3 separate regions of the Macaca mulatta genome follow, and regions 1 and 2 are each linked to region 3. Evidence: chromatin contacts called from public Hi-C data. All regions are on one chromosome and are shown on one strand. The core of a region is the stretch at or near the end of the contact, and the rest is flanking DNA. Distances in the headings are between cores, read along the strand shown.

Region 1 (4,059 bases), core at 73-2,572, 250 kb before region 3:
ATATTGGCCAGGCTGGTCTCAAACCCCTGACCTCGTGATTCTCCCACCTCTGCCTCCCAAAGTGCTGGGATTACAGGCTTGAGCCACAGCGCCCAGCGCTGGCCTGCTTTTTAATAAACTTTTACTACTGCTCTGCAACTGGCCTTCCTCTGGCTTTCTGCCTTATACCCTTCAGTGCAATTCTTTCTTCTGAGGAGGCGAGAATTGAGGTTGCTGCTGATGTGTAGGGACTCACCACCCGGAACTCCACCAGTAACAGGATGCTAGTTGAAAATGTTATGTAAGCTGCATGCTTTTTACAAATCGTAGTGGTTCTCATGTCCAGCAATGACCACTGAACCGTCCCTATATGAAAGTACCCTTCATAAACCTATGTCTCCTTTGCTGTCTCCAGATCTCCTCCTCTACCTCTCCCACACGGTGCCTTCCCTACTGGAGTAAAGTGGGGTCCCGCAGGGCACCCTTTCCCTGCAATTTTTTTTTTTTTTTTTTTTTTTTTTTTTTTTTTTTGGAGACAGAGTCTTGCTCCGTTGCCCAGGCTGGAGTGCAGTGGTGTGATCTTGGCTCACTGCAGCCTTTGCTTCCCGGGTTCAAGCGATTCTCCTACCTCGATTTTCCGAGTAGCTGGGATTACAGGTGCGCGTCATCACGCCCCGCTAATTTTTTTTTTTTTTCAATTTTTACAAAATAGGGACGGGGTTTCACTGTCTGTTGGCCAGGCTGGTCTCGAACTCCTGGCCCCAAGTGATCCGCCCCCCCCCCCCCCGCCCCCCACCTCGGGTTCCCAAAGTGCAGGGATTACTGCACCTGGCCTCTCTCCCTGCATCTTTATGTGCCTGCAACACCAAGAGGGAGCTCTTGGCCCCTGGGTTAAGGTCAGGGCTCCAGAATCCCAGGGTCAAGGCTATGGCCGCATCCCAAGGACGGGCATCCCTGCAAGAGGCTGCATCACACAGGCATGGAAGAAGCTCCCATGGGGCCAGCTCAAATTCCTGCTGGGGAAAGCAAGTGGAGGTGCTCCTTGACGAAACAGGGGGATCCCACCGATCTCAGGGGTTCTGTTCTGGCCTGCGACCCTGGATCGTCCAGCCTGGGCCGGGGTGGGGAGCAGACCTCGCCCTTCTTGGCTGGGGCTGAGGGTGAGGGTCCCGTTTCCCCAAAGGCCTAGCCTGGGGTTCCAGCCACAGGCCCCACTGGGCAGCTCCCGGCCCCGCCCCGCCCCTCCAGGCCTGGCACTCGTCCTGAACCAAGATGGCGCGGACGGCTTCAGGCGCGTCACGCCACCGGCGCGTCACGCGAGCCGCCCTACGGGCACCTCCCGCGCTTTTCTTAGCCCAGCAGACAGTGACGGAGAGGGGAGCGGGGGAGTAGGCGAGCGGAAAGCATGGCCCGGGGCTTGGCGGTGGCCTGGGCGGTGCTTGGGCCGCTGTTGTGGGGCTGCGCGCTGGCGCTGCAGGGCGGGATGCTGTACCCCCGGGAGAGCCCGTCGCGGGAGCGCAAGGAGCTGGACGGCCTTTGGAGCTTCCGCGCCGACTTCTCCGACAACCGACGCCGGGGCTTTGAGGAGCAGTGGTACCGGCGGCCTCTGCGGGAGGTGCGATCTCGGGGCAGGGCCGGGAGGCGTCTGGAAGCCCGGCGGTGGGAGTGGGGGATCCCGGGTCCCCGCAGGCTCCTTCCCCTGGGCTTCCCGGAGCTGGGAGCCCGCAGGAGGTTAAAGGTCAACGGGCTTAGGGGGCGCGGGGTTGGGGGACGGGGGAACTGGGGCACTCTGGAGGGCCGGGGTGGAGGAGGCAGGAGGAGGAGAAAAGACTCCTGCCGAACCCCTTCCTGAGGCGAAGGCTGAGCCTGTGCAGTATCCTTCCTTTTAATATTTATTTTTTATTTTAAAAAAAAATTTTTTGAGACTGGGTTTGCACCTGTCTCCCAGGCTGGAGGAGAGTGGCGCCATCCTAACTTCTGAGCTCACTCGATTCTCCCGTCCCGCAGTTTAGCTGGGGCCACCACGCCTGGCTAAAAAGCAAAACAAAACAAAAAATCTTACCCGGGCTCAGTGGCTCACACCTGTAATCCCAGCACTTTGGGAGGCGGAGGCGGGCGAATCACCTGAGGCCAGGAGTTTGAGACCAGGCTGGCCAACATAACATGGTGAAACTTCGTCTCTACTAAAAATATAAAAATTAACCAAGTGTGGTGGTTCACGCCTGTAATCCCTGGTACTTGGGAGGCTGAGTCAGGAGAATTGCTTGAACCCAAGAGGTAGAGGTTGCAGTGAGCTGAGATCATGCCACTGCACTCCAACCTGGGCAACACAATGAGACATTTTTTTTTTTTTTTTTAAAGATAAAGGGTCTCACTAGTTACCCAGGATGGTCTCGAACTCCTGGCCTGAAGCCATCTTCCCACGTTGACCTCCCAAAGTGCTGATTACAGGCATGAACCACCCACACACTCCCCTGGCACAGCAGCATGCACTGCACAGAGCTGGGCCCGGGGATTGGGAGGAGGGGACAGTTTAGACGTCCTGAGGTCAGCTTTCTGGTTTTTAAGGTTCAGATAGAGGACAGGACGTGACATCAGGCCAAGGACGCCACCCGTGTTCCCCTCCTGACTCGGATGTGGTCAGCAGAGAAGTGGAACCGGGTGAGGTCTGGGCCGCTTTTGCCTGGTCTACATCCTCTTTTTCTGACTTTGCATCATTCGGTACAGGAGGGAGAGAGGAGGGGGCTGGGTGCCAGTGTGGGCCCCACTCACAGTGTCCTAAGCAAAGCTCCCCCTATCCCCCCAACCAGCCTTCCTCCCTGTGACATGCAATGGGCCATCTGCCTTAGTCATGGGTCTGAACCTTCTTGCCTCTGGCTGGGATGTGGCCCTGGGCTCGCTCCTGTCTCAGGAGATATTGGGCCCCACCCATTCCAAGGAGGAACTCCTGGCTCCCCTGGCCCAGGTGCACTAACCGCCCTGGCAATTGACCTGTTATCAGCAAGTTATCTGTCTGTTCCGCCAAGAGTCCTCACAATGTGTCAGGGCTTTTGCACTAAGCCTGGGACACAGCTGTGCAGCACACTGGTCCCGGATCCCTTTGGGGGCCTAGGAGCTGAGCCCGGCCTTTCTCTCCACAGTCAGGCCCCACCCTGGACATGCCGGTTCCCTCCAGCTTCAACGACATCACCCAGGACTGGCGTCTGCGGCATTTTGTTGGCTGGGTGTGGTATGAACGGGAGGTGATCCTGCCGGAGCGATGGACCCAGGACCTGAGCACAAGAGTGGTGCTGAGGATTGGCAGTGCCCACGCCTATGCCATCGTGGTCAGTGCGGCCAGGAGCAGGCAGGGCGGGTGGGTGGGCACGGCTGCTGACCAGCATGGGACCCCCAGCTGCCACCCACAGCCTGTCTGCCGGGGTGGGATGGTGGGGGGCCCTGCCCTGCCTTGGGTGCTGTGCCCTGTGTAGGGGAATAGGTAGCCTGATCTACCCCATTGGGATGCCATTCTTCCCGTCTAGCGGGCAGGCCCCAGAGCCCCATACTGTTGGATATGTGAGGGAGTGCCCGACAGCTGGGCACCTCCTCATGCCCTGACCTGCCACACCCTGCCCATGTCTCCTGTGTCTGCAGTGGGTGAATGGGGTCGACACGCTAGAGCATAAGGGGGGCTACCTGCCCTTTGAAGCCGACATCAGCAACCTGGTCCAGGTGGGGCCCCTGTCCTCCCAGCTCCGCATCACTATCGCCATCAACAACACACTCACCCCCACCACCCTGCCACCAGGGACCATCCAATACCTGACCGACACCTCCAAGTGGGTACCATCCTGCTTCCATTGCACGCACCCACCTTCCCGCCCCACCCCGTGGTCTTCCTGCTAGAGACAGGGTGGCCTTTGCAGAGTGGAGGCCCTGGATCTGGGGAGGCTGGGAAGGCATGTGAGCTGAGGTCAAGGGACCCAGGGCAAGGGCCCAGCGAACCACAGTCCTCCCACCCTAGGTATCCCAAGGGTTACTTTGTCCAGAATACATACTTTGACTTCTTCAACTACGCGGGACTGCAGCGGTCTGTGCTTC
Region 2 (3,778 bases), core at 560-3,059, 140 kb before region 3:
TAAGTTTAAAAGTCCTTTCTGAAAGTGGAAATAACATAACAATGTTTGCATAAAAGACACTCAGTGGTTTTCAAAGGGTATCTGGGAGTCTAATCAGCCTATTAACTTTGTTCTGAATAACCAACAACAAATGTGAGCTTTTTGTCACATCTACGTATCTTCCCCTGTAAACTGATACCTACATTTGAAATGCATTTTTAAAATGTTTCATTTGGCCCTATGATAATTATTTCTCCTCTAAAAAGCAACAGGATTTTGGTTTAAGAGCAAATGAGACAGAGTATCTGGTCCATGAAAAAGGCTAAGTGGAAAGATCAGCTCCCTGAATTTTGTAATCAATAACAAGACAAACTCCAATGCTACCTTGTTCATATAATTAACAATATGTGAGTTGAAATAAACTAGTGAGCTACACATTTCTGATACATACCAATTTACCAATCAAAAGGAGAGGAAGAAATCGCTCAAATGTGACTACTGTTAACAAACATCTAAATATCAGACATATTCTCTATTAAAATCGTAACCTATACATTTTGAAATCATTCCTTCGACTTATTTTTTTAATCGCCCCATTTAAAAAAACAACAACAAAAAAAACAGCAGCCACTTTTGAAATGTAAATTCCCCCTTTTTCAAAGTAACTTGCCTAGGAAAATTTAATGCATTAAAATAAAACGTAACAGACAAACCAATTACAACATTTAAAAAAAAAAAAACTAAAATGATTAGTAACACAAACCAATCGCTCCAGTTTAGCAAAGGGTGTGTTTTTAATCTGTTGTGGGTATCCTATTATACTAATAGGCAACAACGTTTAAAAGTCGTCCCAATGCCTAAAACACCACCATACACATAACATACTTGCCCTTTACTCCAATGAAGCTTGAACTAGACCCAAACTCAGACCATTTTCCCCTCCTGGCACACTGAAATATACGAGGGAGAATCCAAGAAATCAGATATGTTAAGTGCTGGTATCTTCTTCCAGAGTAGGGCCAAATTCGTGTTTGCCAGCAAATGTCACCGTCCCAATAAGTCTGCAAATTCTCACTAGCGCTGGAGTACAAAGAGGCCTGACCACGGAAACACCTGTCCTAGCACCAGGAAGACAGTGGGAAACGCAACCCCCCTGTCTCCGCGCCGGCCCCAAAGCCTCGGCTGCAGCGATCGGGGGAACAAGAGGTGGCCGCTGGTCTTGCGGGTGCGGCGGACAGGGTCCCACATCCCCGGCCCGCCTCCCGAGAACCAGGAAACCTGTCAAGCCGGCCTGGACCCACCCTCCGCAGCCCCCTCGCGCTCCTGCCCAGCCCGGCCCCAGCCCGCCCGACCGCTCCGCGTCCGCCCCGGCCTCCCGGCTGCACTCTGCCACCTCATCCCTCCCGGCTGCCTCGCGGCCCCGCCACCTCCTCCCCGCGGCCTTGGCTGAGGCCGCCCCCCGGGCAGGAGCGCCCTGCAGCCGCCCCTCGCCCGGCCCCGACCCCGTCCGTCCCCTCAAGGCCCGGTCCCCGCCGCCCCCAGGCCTGAGCTCCCGCCGCGCGCTCCCCACCCCCAGACTCCGCCCTCGCCCCGCTCAGCCGCTCCCGGCCCACTCCCCCAAGCCGGTTACCTGGAGGCAAGGGCGGCGGAGCACTTCACCCAGGGCCCCAGGTCGCAGAGGGCCCGGTGCTCGGGGTCCCGCTCCTTCTCCCGCTCCACGTGGTAGGCGTAGATGGAGAGCAGAATCCCGGCAGCGCACACTGCATACCGGGCCACCCGCTCCCACCGCGGCACTGACACTCTCAGCAGGACGGGCGCCGCCATCTTCCCCCCGCCGCCGCCGCCGCCACCTCCTCCCTCCGCCTCCACCTCAGCCGCCGCCGCCCGTCGGGGCCCGACCCAGCCGCCGCCGCTGCCGCCACCGCCTCCGCCGCCGCCGCCACCACCGCCGCCGCCGCCGCGCCCCATTGGCTCGGTCGCCTGCTCCGGGCCCCGCCCCCACAGGAGCGCGGCCCAACCGCCCCGAAAGGAGTGAGGCGGACGGGGCGGGGAAGGCGCGCGCGGGCGTGGAGGGAGGGGGTGGAGTGCGCAACCGCCGGGGAGGCCGGATCGGCCGGCGGAGGCTGAGGCGGCGCGGCGCGGGGCGGCGGGCGCGAGGGGTGGAGCCCGGGGCAGAGAGGGGCGGGGCAGGGGAGGAGAGGGGCGGGGTAGGGGAGGGGCGGGGCTGAGCGGGTCCGCGAGGGAGGGGCTTAGAGGAGCAGTGTAAGGAGCACATTGCAAGGATGCCACTGTGGGTGACTGGGCGAGCCGTGGGCCCCTCCTGAGGATGGCAATCAATTGCCATCCTTTTCTCCTTTTTCGTCGTTATCACTTGATATTTCTGACCCAATCTAAATCAACCCTGGCCAATGCTTGGAGCTCCAGAGCCACACTCCTATGAGCTAATCTTCCCACCACCACCTCTGTGGGACTCTGTGTTCGACCTGTACAAAACTTTTTTTTTAATGTGCAAAGCTATGTTTTAAATTTAAAAACTATTTTTTAAAAAATGATTTATGGACCGGGTACATTGGCTAACACCCGTAATCCCAGCACTTTGAGAGGCCGAGGCAGGTGGATCACCTGAGGTCAGGAGTTCGAGACCAGCCTGGCCTACATGGTGAAACCCCGTGTCTACTAAAAATACAAAACACAACAACAAAAAAATTAGCCGTGTGTAGTGGTGGGCGCCTGTAATCCCAGCTACTGGCGAGGCTGAGGCAGGAGAATCGCTTGAACCCAGGAGGCAGAGGTTGCAGTGAGCCGAAATCGTTCCACTGCACTCCAGCCTGGGCGATACAGTGAGAGTCTCAAAAAAAAAAAAAAAAAAAAAAAAAAATTTACGATTGTCTTGCTTCTCTGTAAGCTGAATTTGAGGTGGCTTACCACAAGTCATATAATATAGAACAATATAAAGATGAGCTAATACAATCAGGACGAAGAAAAAGAAAAGTCAGAATAAAATGAAAGGCCAGGAATAAGAACACAGATAAGCAGGCCATAGCGGCTTACACAGTTATTAAAATTGCATCATAAATTTGGCTCTGAGCTTCCCAGTGGCCAAAACTAAAAGGAAAACAGATGTGTGTACTTTTCTCACTGTCTTTAAGAAGAAACACAGTGTTCTTAGAGATTTTCAGTTTCCCTGGTTGCAGCTTTCAATTTTTCAGGGGCATTATATAGTGATTTTGAGTATTAAGCAATATCTTTGTATTCGTTATCTATTGTTGGGTAAAAATCACCCCAAATTTAACAGCTTAAGAAACAATAAATTATTTTTTTCCTCACAGTTTCCATGGGCTAGGAATCTGGGTGAGGTTAGCTGTGTCCTCTGGCTCAGGCTCTCACGAGGATACAATCAAGCTGTCAGCCAGGGCTGCAGCTCTCCCAAGGCTTCAGATTCCTCTTTCAAACTCACTTCCACGGCTGCTGGCAGGCCTCAGGTCCTCTCTGGCTGTTGGCTGGAGACATCATTTCCTGTCCACTTGCACCTCTTGTTGAGAAGCGGCAGGCTTACCCCAGGGAGAGGGAGGGGAAAGAGGAAGAGACAGAAAAAGAAAATGAGAGTGAGATCACAGTCCTTTTTTGAAAACTAATCCCAGAAGTGACATCCCATCACTTTTACGTAGTCTATTGCTACTTAGAAAATAGTCCCTAGGTCCAGCCAGGTGCGGTGGCTCACACCTGTAATCCCAGAATTTTGGGAGGCCAAAGTGGGTAGAGCACCTAAGGTCAGGAGTTCAAGACCAGCTGACCAACA
Region 3 (4,148 bases), core at 468-2,967:
AGAAATGAATCAGATTGTGACAAAAACGAAACTAATTAAAACGAAAACTAAATTAAAAAGTCCCATTAGAAAACGGGCTTCTTCGTCCGGCCGGGTGCGGTGGCTCACGCCTGTAAATCCCGGCACTTTGGGAGACCAAGGCGGGTGGATCACGAGGTCAGGATATCGAGACCATCCTGGCTAACACGGTGAAACCCCGTCTCTACTAAAAATACAAAAAAAAAAAAAAAAAAAAAAAAAAAAAATTAGCTGGGCGTGGTGGCGGGCACCTGTAGTCCCAGTTACTGGCGAGGCTGAGGCAGGAGAATGAGGTAAACCCGGGAGGCGGAGCTTGCAGTGAGCCGAGATCATACCATTGCACTCCACCCTGCCTGACAGAGCGAGACTCCGTGTCAAAAAACAAAACCAAAAAAACAAAAATCGGGCTTTTCCCAGATCTCAGGGAGCCGGGGATATGGAGCTAGTTATCAACGAAAACTAAATTAAAAAGTCCCATTAGAAAACGGGCTTTTCCCAGATCTTAGGAAGCCGAGGATATGGAACTAGTTATCTACCGCAGGCTGGAGGGCGGGTGTAGTGCCCACCCCGTCCCCGCAGAGATTGTGCAGAGTCCTCAGGGTGCCTGGAAGTCCCAGAAAGCGGGAAACGCCGCGTACTAGAGCCGCTTTTTTCTCCATGGAGACGGCATCGACGCAGAAAAAAATGGCCGCGTGGTGGGGCTTAGCAGGGAAGAGGACCGGCCCGGGAGGACGCGGGGAAAGGAGGCTGCGGAGCCCCGAGGCGGCGGGCTCGCGTCCGCGGCCCAGGGCCCAGCGCGCGGTGCCCGCCCAGCCCTCCTGCCAGCCCCGCCTTACATGTTGATGGTGTCTTTGGGCCCCAGGTTGGTCCTCAGCACGTCCTGCAGATCCCGCGCCGCGCTGACGTTGACCGCCAGCGCTGCCTGCGCTCGGGCCACCTCTGTCTTGGGGTTCACGGTCTTCGCCGCCGCCACAGCTGCTGCAGAGGAGAAAAAGAAAGCCATGCGGCGAGCGGAGAGCTCAGAGCCGGCGCGCAGTGCACGGGAGGCACTATGCGGTTCTTCCGGAAAAGTTGGCGCGCCCGGCCCGCCCCTAGCGTGCCCGCGCGCCGCCGCCATTGGGCCACGGCCCGTGCGGCGCACGCTCATTGGTTCGCGGCTGCATGGTGCCTGCGGTCCCACCCCTCGCGCCGCCGCTGTGACCGCGGCGTTATTGCGCAAGGCAGCAACCTGTTCCCAGCAGTCAGTGCTACTAGGTTCCGGCGTTGCGGTTCAGTGGGGCGCAGCTTTGCGGACCCAGGAGTTCAGGATGCAGGCGGGGCTTGTGCTCCGCGCGGGGCAGGGCGTATGGTGGGCCTCCTCCCGCCCCTACTCGCGCGTTTTGCTCCTCAGTCTCCTTCTCTTGCTGCTTTCATGGCTTTCATTGGAGCTTTCTGGACCTTGTGCTTGACGGTGCTGCAGGTGCCGTGGGGACACACAAGCTAGTCTGATAAGCACCCTCCCCCAGGATCATGCGGTGCTGTAAGGACTAGCGAAGATGAAGATAGAATGCAAAGTAGAAAGTGCTGGATGCCTTTAGAAAGCTGCAGGACTGGTGCGATGGGAGTTGAGTCGTAAGAACCTGTCTGTCCGTAGGACTCAGGATGCTGCTGAGGCCCTGGGCTTCCATGGTAGATTTGAAAACTCACCCTTGTAGAGTCATGGTGTCCAGCCTTTGAGAGGACTCCCTTTTAAGGTAAATTTCCAAAGAGCTACACAATTGTTTCCAGTATCCAGTGCCCGCCAAATACCAGGGATTCAGTAACACGTGATATTTTACTTTATTATTTTTTTTCTTTTTGCAGACATAGGCCTCACTCTGTTGCCCAGGGTGGTCTCAAATTCCTGAGCTCAAGCGATACTCCTGCGCTTAAGTGATCCTCCCGCCTCGGCCTCCCAAAGTGCTGGGGTTACAGGCGTGAGCCACCGTGCCCGGCTGGTGTTTTATTTTTAATAGATAAGGGAAATTGTTCTGAATTCAAAAGGCATAAAAGGGCATGTGGAAATTAAATCATCCTCCCGCCTCTAGTTCAACACTAGAGACAAGCACGGTTACCCCTGGATACTCGATGAATTTTCGGAATGCTTTCTGAATTTATAAACTTATATATGAATATAATCATTTCCCCACACAAATCGCAATTCCTAATACACACTGTGGGGTGTGTTATACTTTAAGTGTCTTGGAGAGTGTGCAATATCAAGATGAACGGGAAGTCCTCGTTAACAGCTGCGGAATGTTCTTTGTAAGAATTACACAACTAGAGGCCGGGGCATGGTGGCTCACAACTAATCCCGACAATTTGGGAGGCCAAGGGGGGCGGATCACTTGTGCCTGGGAGTTCAAGACCAGCCTGGGCAACACAGTGAGACCCCATCTATACAAAAAGTACAAAAATTAGCTGGGCGTGGTGGTGCACGCCCATGGTCCCAGCTACTTGAGAGGCTGAGGTGGGAGGATTGCCGGAATCTAGGAGGCGGAGGTTGCAGTCTGCTATGGTATTGCCACTGCACTCCAGCCTGGGCGATGAGAGCCGACCCTGTCTCAAAAAGAATGACACAATTAACTGGTCACCTACTGACTGATGTTTAAGTTGTTCCCAATCTGCTATTCAGGCTGCAGTGAATATCGGTATATGATGCTTTTAGGAGGGTTTGTGTATTTGAGAATCACAAAAACGTATATATATATATGTGACTAGAATCACTGCACAATAGAATACTAGTTATTAGTTCCATAGGTATTACATGGTGTGCATGCAGATTTATTATAACTGCTGTTAAAAATGTTATGAGGAGACCAGGTGTGGTGGCCCCCGCTTGTAATCCCGGCACTTTGGGAAGCTGAGGCGGGCAGATCACTTGAAGTCAGGAGGTCAAGACCATCCTGGCCAACATGGTGAAACCCTGTCTCTGTAAAAATACAAACATTAGCCCGACCAACATGGTGAAACACCGTCTCTGTAAAAATACAAAAATTAGCCTGGCATGGTGGTGTGCATCTGTGATCCAAGCTACTCAGAGGCTGAGGCATGAGAATTGCATGAACTTGGGAAGGAGAGGTTGTAGTGAGCCAAGATGATGCCACTGCACTCCAGCCTAGGTGACAGAGCCAGACTCTGTCTCAAAGAAACAAAAACAAAAAAAAAGGCCGAGCGCGGTGGCTCACGCCTGTAATCCCAGCACTTTGGGAGACCGAGGCGGGTGGATCACAAGATCAGGAGATCAAGACCATCCTGGCTAATGCAGTGAAACCCCGTCTCTACTAAAAAATACAAAAAAAAAATAAAAAATAAAAATAAAAAAATTAGCTGGGCGTAATGGTGGGCGCCTGTAGTCCCAGCTACTCGGGAGCCTGAGGCAGGAGAATGGTATGAACCCGGGAGGTGGAGCTTGCAGTGAGCCGGAAAAAAAAAAAAAAAAAGGGCCGGGCACGGTGGCTCGCACCTGCAATCCCAACACTTTGTGAGGCTGAGGCAGGCAGATGATTTGAGGTCAGGAGTTCAAGACCAGCCTGGCCAACATGGTGAAACCCCATCTCTACCAAAAATGCAAAAAGCCAGGTGTGGTGGTACACACCTGTAGTCCCAGCTACTTGGGAGGCTGAGACAGGAGAATCGCTTAAATTCTGTAGAGAGAGGTTGCAGTGAGCCAAGATCATGTTACTGCACTCCAGCCTGGGCGAGAGAGCGAGACTCCTCAAAAAAAGAAAAAGGCCGGGCATGGTGGTTCACACTTGTAATCTCAGTACTTTGGGAGGCTGAGGTGGGTGGATCACCTGAGGTCAGGAGTTCCAGACCAGCCTGGCCAATGTGGTGAAACCTGTCTCTACTAAAAATACAAAAGTTAGCCTGGCATGGTGGCGGCCACCTGTAATCCCAGCTACTCAGGAGGCTGAGGCAGGAGAATCGTTTGAACCCAAGAGTCGGAGGTTACAGTGAGCCGAGATCACACCATTGCACTCCAGCCTGGGCGACAAGAGTGAGACTTGTCGCCCAGGTGACACGATGGAAGTATATTAAATACATAAATAGGTGTTCTTGATGGGGGAAAAAACATTTTAAATAACATGCATAAGAAGTTCTCACTTTTG

The links. Hi-C and Micro-C count contacts between places; a contact is called where the count stands out from the background.
Region 1: a contact with region 3 is called in a Hi-C map of fetal cortex germinal zone, with 2.3 times the contacts expected there. The contact joins the promoter of GUSBA here to the promoter of LOC706126 in region 3. A contact is called at or near these places in 2 of 14 Hi-C or Micro-C datasets (cortical neurons and fetal cortex germinal zone).
Region 2: a Hi-C map of CD4 T cells shows a contact between it and region 3, with 2.5 times the contacts expected there. The contact joins the promoter of VKORC1L1 here to the promoter of LOC706126 in region 3. A contact is called at or near these places in 4 of 14 Hi-C or Micro-C datasets (CD4 T cells, blood, cortical neurons and 1 more).

What each region holds. Positions count from the first base shown.
Region 1 is chr3:59,093,692-59,097,750 of T2T-MMU8v2.0, forward strand. GUSBA (glucuronidase, beta, a) reads left to right here and starts at 1,323. Exons shown (of 11, transcript XR_003728022.2): 1 at 1,323-1,594; 2 at 3,120-3,305; 3 at 3,613-3,797; 4 at 3,983-4,059.
Region 2 is chr3:59,199,990-59,203,767 of T2T-MMU8v2.0, forward strand. It overlaps VKORC1L1 (vitamin K epoxide reductase complex subunit 1 like 1), which reads right to left and starts at 1,810. Exons shown (of 3, transcript NM_001266931.2): 1 at 1,610-1,810. The coding sequence starts at 1,803.
Region 3 is chr3:59,343,070-59,347,217 of T2T-MMU8v2.0, forward strand. LOC706126 reads right to left here and starts at 1,718. Exons shown (of 10, transcript XM_077998166.1): 1 at 1,705-1,718; 2 at 855-1,268. The coding sequence starts at 1,718.